Linked DNA regions of Sus scrofa: region 1 is linked to region 2. Evidence: chromatin contacts called from public HiChIP or PLAC-seq data. All regions are on one chromosome and are shown on one strand. The core of a region is the stretch at or near the end of the contact, and the rest is flanking DNA. Distances in the headings are between cores, read along the strand shown.

Region 1 (2,866 bases), core at 163-2,662, 220 kb after region 2:
ACTCTGCGGGCTCTGACAACGAAATACACAAGAGACCCACTTGAGTTCCCGGCCCTGTACCAGCCTCAAGTGGGGGCGGCACCCGTTCAAGGAAAGTTAGGGAGGAGTGGACAAGATCAAGATCGGGGGCTTCATCTACCAGATTAGCACCCCCCCCAATAAACCTATAGCAAAAGAAAAGCGAAATGCAGCCGACGGGGAAAAAACATCTCTTTGGTTGCTTCGTGCGTCTTGCCCCTCTAAGACCGTCGTGAAAAGTTTTAAGCGATTCCTTGAAGAATCTGCCTGGAGAAGAGGGCTTCGCCGCCGCCGTATCCTGGGAACTGCCACCGCGCCGCCGCGGCAAAAGCGGGAGCTGTCATTTGGGGCAGCAGCGGAGAAGAGGTAATGATGCCAACGAGAACCGGACGGAGGCAAGAGGTGGCTGGAGGAATGAAGGCGAGAAGAGCCTCGCCACTCTCCAGCCCTCCGCGCCCGGAGTGAAAGCAAAGTGCCCTCCAAGAGCGACGTCCCCTCCCAGGGCGCGCGCGCCCACCACCTGGGGCCGGCAGCCCTGCGGGAGAGGTGGCAGCAGCAGGCTCAGCACCGGGGAGGGAGCGAGCCCCCCGCGCGCCCGTCCATCCGCCCCCTAGGTGACCCGGCGTCCTCGCCGCGCCCGCTGGAAGTTTGCAAACTTTTTCCGGGGGTTCCGCCGCATCACCGGGAAGTTGGGGACGCGGGGGGCGGTTCCTGGCTCGCCGTCTCCGCTGCCGCCACCGCTGACGCCGCTTGACCGCACTTCTGGAGGGTTCCGCACCTTGCCAGGTCTCTGGAGGCAAACACACACCCCCGATTCATAACTGTTCCCCGTGTCAGGGAAACACACGCGCGCTCCCACACACGCACGCACGCCGGGGCTGACACGGCGCTCGCTCCACGTTAGCATCCCTCCAGTCGCACGGCGCGGCGGCCACCGAGACGCGCTCCGGGACGGACTCGGCGTGGGGTCTCTGGGGTAGCCTCAGGACACAGCCGAATTCCACGGTCCACCAGCATTGGGGGACGGACTTCCCTCTGGTCCGCCAGAGTGTTTACAAACACAGATCATCCTCCAAAAAAAAAAAAAAAATGCATCGCATCTTCCCCTACTTCTTGCCCTGTGACCTGCCCACTAGACCAAGTAACCTCGCGGCTGCTGCCGAGAACCAGCCCCTGCAAACAAGTACGTTCCCGAGATGGCTCCCGCGGCAAGTGCAACAAAAGTGGCTAAATGCAAAAGCCCCAGAAGTGGCCGAGCCGTATTTTTAGGAACTTACCAAACAAGTGTGGAGAAGGCAAGAGCGGAGCCCGGGTGAAGGGACCACGTTGGACTGAGCAAAGATTACAATACATTCTATTTAGAGTGCATTACATCACCCCCCCGGTGACGTCACGTGGGATTCCTGAACTTCTAAATCATTGCGGCCCGTGGGGGGGTGGGGGGAGGAGGGAGGGGCGGGGCCGGCGCGCCGAGGGGGCGGGCCCCGCCCGCGCACCGCCCCACCAGCCGACTCTGGTGCACCCGCGGGGGAGCGGCGGCGGCAGCGGCGACCGCGCGAGCAACAGCTTGCAGAGGCCAGCGCCGTGTGACACGGCTCCCTGACATTAGTGGTGTGAGTCAGCTTGGAAACAATCGTCACGGTTTCAGACGGGACCACGGAGGAGGCAGGGACCTGGGCTCTCCCGTGAGGAGGGCCTGGTGGCATTTGAAAGGTGTGGGGACGGGGAGTAGGGGAAGGGTGGGAATGGGGAGTAGAGGAAGGGTGGGGAGGGGGTGCAGACGAATGCGGGAAGAGACTTTCTACAAACAGAAATGAGGAACGCTCCCCCTTCCCCCACCAGCAGATGTCCAGCTCCTTTTTGCCTGCGACAGTCGTGACCTCATTACAGTGTTCCCTGCATCCTGGCTTCTCAGAGCATTCACTCGACACCCCTTTTCACGGCCCTCCCCCCCCCCCGCCGCGCCCCATTTCACCTCCAAAGGAATAACTTCTTTATTGTGCACACTCATTTGGAATGTGATGCCCCTGTCCTTCCCAAGACCCCTGCTTCATGAGTGTGAGAAGCTGGAAGGAGCGTTGTTCCTGCAGGCGAAAGGTGAATTACAGCTAGAGCCAAATGATGAGCCTGATTTAGACTCAGCGTCAGATCCGGAAGGGCCCTTGGCGCTCACTTCCAGAGCCTCCTCTGTTACTTGCCCAAGCTCATAAGCTGGCAAGTGGCAGAGCCAGAGCCGGAATGCAGGATTCGGGGCCCTGGTCTGCAGTACGTTCCTGACAGCTCAGTGAGAGAAGGAGCCTGGTGTTTTCAGCATCAGCCAGGTCACCATGGCCATCCCCAGCTTAATTTCCATTCGGATGTTCTCTCTGTGAGTCGGACTCAAAGGGAAGGCAGAGGCTAAATCCAGGAGATGCCAGACATCTCAGAGCACCACGGTCATCCTTGCAGCAGCTCACACTTTGCAAAGCACTGGAACCCACGTGGAACTCCCCTGATTCTCACAACAACCCAGCACAAGGAGAAGTAGGGCAGGTGTTATAATTATCCCCATTTTACAGGGAGCCAAGGCAAATTCCAGAAGCTTAGGGGGCTGGCCTGAAGCCACTGGATAACTCCCGCCCCTGTTTTAAAACTCCAAATCCTAACTGGACTCCTTTCTAGAACCAGGGCGGAGCTTTCCATTCTCATGGGTTATTGATGGTTAGAACCTTTGCTGAGGACGAGTTGGCTGGGAGTCCAAGCTTTGCTTAGGAACAGTTTAGCCCCCATTAACAAACAATAATCATTCCTGACATTTATGTAACATCTGACATTTATATAGCACCTCTCATCCCAATGCATCATAACC
Region 2 (2,967 bases), core at 167-2,666:
TTAAAATAAATGAGTTACTAAATACTTGCTTCTTCTTTGGGTTCAGAATTCACACAAATTAGACCTACAGAAGTTCCCATGATGGCCTAGCGGTTAATGAACCCCACTAGCATCCATGAGGACGAGGGTTCGATCCCTGGCCTTGCTCAATGGGTTAAGGATATCCAGTGTTGCCCCGAGCTGTGGTGTAGGTCACGGGCGCAGCTCAGATCCTGCGTTGCTATGGCTAGGCCAGCAGCTATAGCTCCGATGTCCCCCCTAGACTGGGAACCTCCATATGCCATGGGAGCAGCCCTAAAAAGACCAAAAAAAAAAAAAAAAAAAAAAAAAGAGAGACCTATGGAATAGAAAAGTTTTCTTTCTTTAACTGGCTTCAGTATTCCATTTGCATTTGTGCATTAGTTTGTGTGTTTGAGAATGCTTTATCCGTTTGTATGAATTTGATACTACCTGGTTTAGACTGAATACCTGCAGAGGGCAGCATGTCATATTTATTTAATGGATCGATGCAGCCTCTCTCCCAGTGCTGGCGTGGTGATCTTCGCCATCACTGCCAACATCAGCAGCAGCATTAGGATATCATCATCAACAGCAGCAGCAGCAGCAGCAGCAGCATCCTTGTTCTTATCATACTCCCGGGTTTTGATCTTAGAGAAAATGTCCATTACCAAGCGGCAAGGTAGGCAACAGGTATACAATCTTTCTCTTCGATAATGAGCTTTGATAATAACAATTCAACAATAAAATCGTTCAATAATAGAACTGATAATAAAATCAGTCATCTGGAGTTCTCGTCGTGGCTCAGTGGAAACAAATGTGACTAGCATCCGTGAGGACGCAGGTTCGATTCCTGGCCTTGATCAGTGGGTTAAGGATCTGGTGTTGCTGTGGCTGTGGCGTAGGCCAGCAGTTACAGCTGTGATTGGACCCCTAGCCTGGGAACTTCCATATGCCGTGAGTGTGGCCCTAAAAAGATTAAAAAAAAATCAATCAATAATAAAATCAATCAATCATAAAATCATTCAATAATAATGATTAATTGTGCTCATTAATTCCTGATGTTATTTCACTTAAAATGCAAAAGGCTCTCCCACTTGCACACCGCAAAAGTATTATGTAAGATGTTGGCATAACATTCTGCCGCTCTGCTATTTAAATAATTCAAAACATTTCAATACAACATGCAAAGGCCTATCACTAACAGAAAGCTGTGGGCAGAGGAATCAAATGGAAAGTTAGCTCCTCACCAAGATATGTTTTCCCTCGCATTAGCCTGTGGTCAGAAACAAACACTCCCCGTTGAATCTGTTTCTTTAAGATTCTAAAAATAAATTGATCTGTAAGTGACTTTGCTGTAATACATACAGTGAGTCAGATCAAGGAGTAAGAGCCATTTATAGAATGTGAACTCAACACTGGCCTGAGACAGCCATTTAACCCCTGCCAAACAGCGAGCAGGCATTTCGGATTGTGCAGAGTTTGATCTGCAAGGCTATTTTGAAATAAGAAGCTTCTTTTACTATAGCCCTGGCTGAAAACATTAGAATATGAACAGAGGCTACCTCAAGGTCAAAACATGTGGTAACAAGACCACTAGTGTGAGAGCGTGCACGCGTCCATCTATGATGCCTTGGGCACGCTCGCAGCAGAGTGCATCCATATTCACACATATGTAAGTGGAGACTATATCTGGTGCAGAACAAGCTGCCATTCGATGCACTCTCCTATAAAGAAGTAGGTGGGGGGATTTTGACTTGCATTGCATGGTGGATTTAGAGTAGATGTGTGTGACCATAAATAAGTTACTTGGCATCTTTGAGTCTCCGTTTCTTCATCTGTAAGATGAAAATAAATACAGCCCTTACCTCAGGAGGTGGATGTGAGGATTAAATAAGATGATGCATATAAACACTCAGTACACATTATACGATTCGGGGGGATATCGGCTACCACTGAGCTCTCCTCAGCCCCAGCTGTTAGGGGACGGTGCAGTCTCCCTCCTCTTTGGGAGCCCCTTCATTGCTGGAGGATGCTTTGTAGTCTTGTAAAGAGCGCAGCTGCCTTAAGGGGCAAGTCTGATGGCTACAAAGGGGTTAAGGGTTTTCTTTCCCTTCCTAAAAGGCAGATGTAATGAGCATCTTTAAAGGGACATATAATTGGAAGGAGGAAAGGGGTGTGTGTGGGTGTGTGTGTGTGTGTGTGTGAGTGAGAGAGAGAGAGAGGCAGGGAAATGAATGGGCATATGTGTGTGTGTATGAATTCACCTGGCATTTAGAATGGATAAGCAATGAGGTCCTACTGTACAGCCCAGGGAACTAGATACAGTCTCTCGGGATAGAACATGATGGAACATAGTATAAGAAAAAGAATGTATACATATGTATGACTGGGTCACTATGCTATACGGCAGAAATTGACACAACACTATAATCCACTGGACTCTAATAAAATGTAAAAAAAAGGAATTCACATGGCAACAAGAGGAACTTGCCACTCTCCTCACCCGAGTTTCACGCACAGGAAACATTCAACATTGCCTGCACACCGATCTCAAACCTGGCACACTGCAAAGAGCTGTACTGCAAGAAATATGACTTCATATCACCGTGTTCATCGCTGACCTCTGCCCTGGTAATAGGATCTTTTCTGGCCCTTGTGCAATTAGGATCCACCTGAGACTTCCTAACCATCTACTCGATAGCAAATTGGCAGCAAGGATTAGGAAATTCCATGCTGGTGTTCGGATGAGTCTTTTCCAGTGATAATGTTTATTTGGATTACAGGCACTTCCTCAATGAAAACAATACATCAGCCATTGTAGTTTTTTTTTCCCCCCTCCTCTAGCTACACGTTGCTCTGACTAAAAGAAGCTGGTATGATAGCCCCATCCTGTCTTTCAGGTGTGGTTTCAGGGTCACACTGAACACGTGTGTCCGGGAGGTTGACTTCACAGCACAGCACGGCCAC

Evidence for each region. HiChIP or PLAC-seq counts read pairs in DNA pulled down with a chosen protein or histone mark.
Region 1: a contact with region 2 is called in an H3K27ac HiChIP or PLAC-seq map of skeletal muscle. The contact joins the promoter of CREB5 here to the enhancer-like site in region 2. A contact is called at or near these places in 13 of 47 Hi-C or Micro-C datasets (embryonic fibroblasts, fetal heart ventricle, fibroblasts and 7 more) and 1 of 2 datasets of contacts at active chromatin or transcription factors (skeletal muscle).

The regions. Positions count from the first base shown.
Region 1 is chr18:44,263,102-44,265,967 of Sscrofa11.1, forward strand. It overlaps CREB5 (cyclic AMP-responsive element-binding protein 5), which reads right to left and starts at 1,413. Exons shown (of 11, transcript XM_013985749.2): 1 at 1,296-1,413.
Region 2 is chr18:44,040,450-44,043,416 of Sscrofa11.1, forward strand. All of the region lies in intron 5 of CREB5 (cyclic AMP-responsive element-binding protein 5), which reads right to left. Among named protein-coding and RNA genes, the nearest start is that of CREB5, 220 kb to the right of the region's middle. Within about 2 kb of position 1,417, at least 8 of the 83 cell types and tissues checked have an H3K27ac peak or open chromatin away from gene starts, as enhancers often do. A contact at or near this core is called in skeletal muscle, where this site is marked.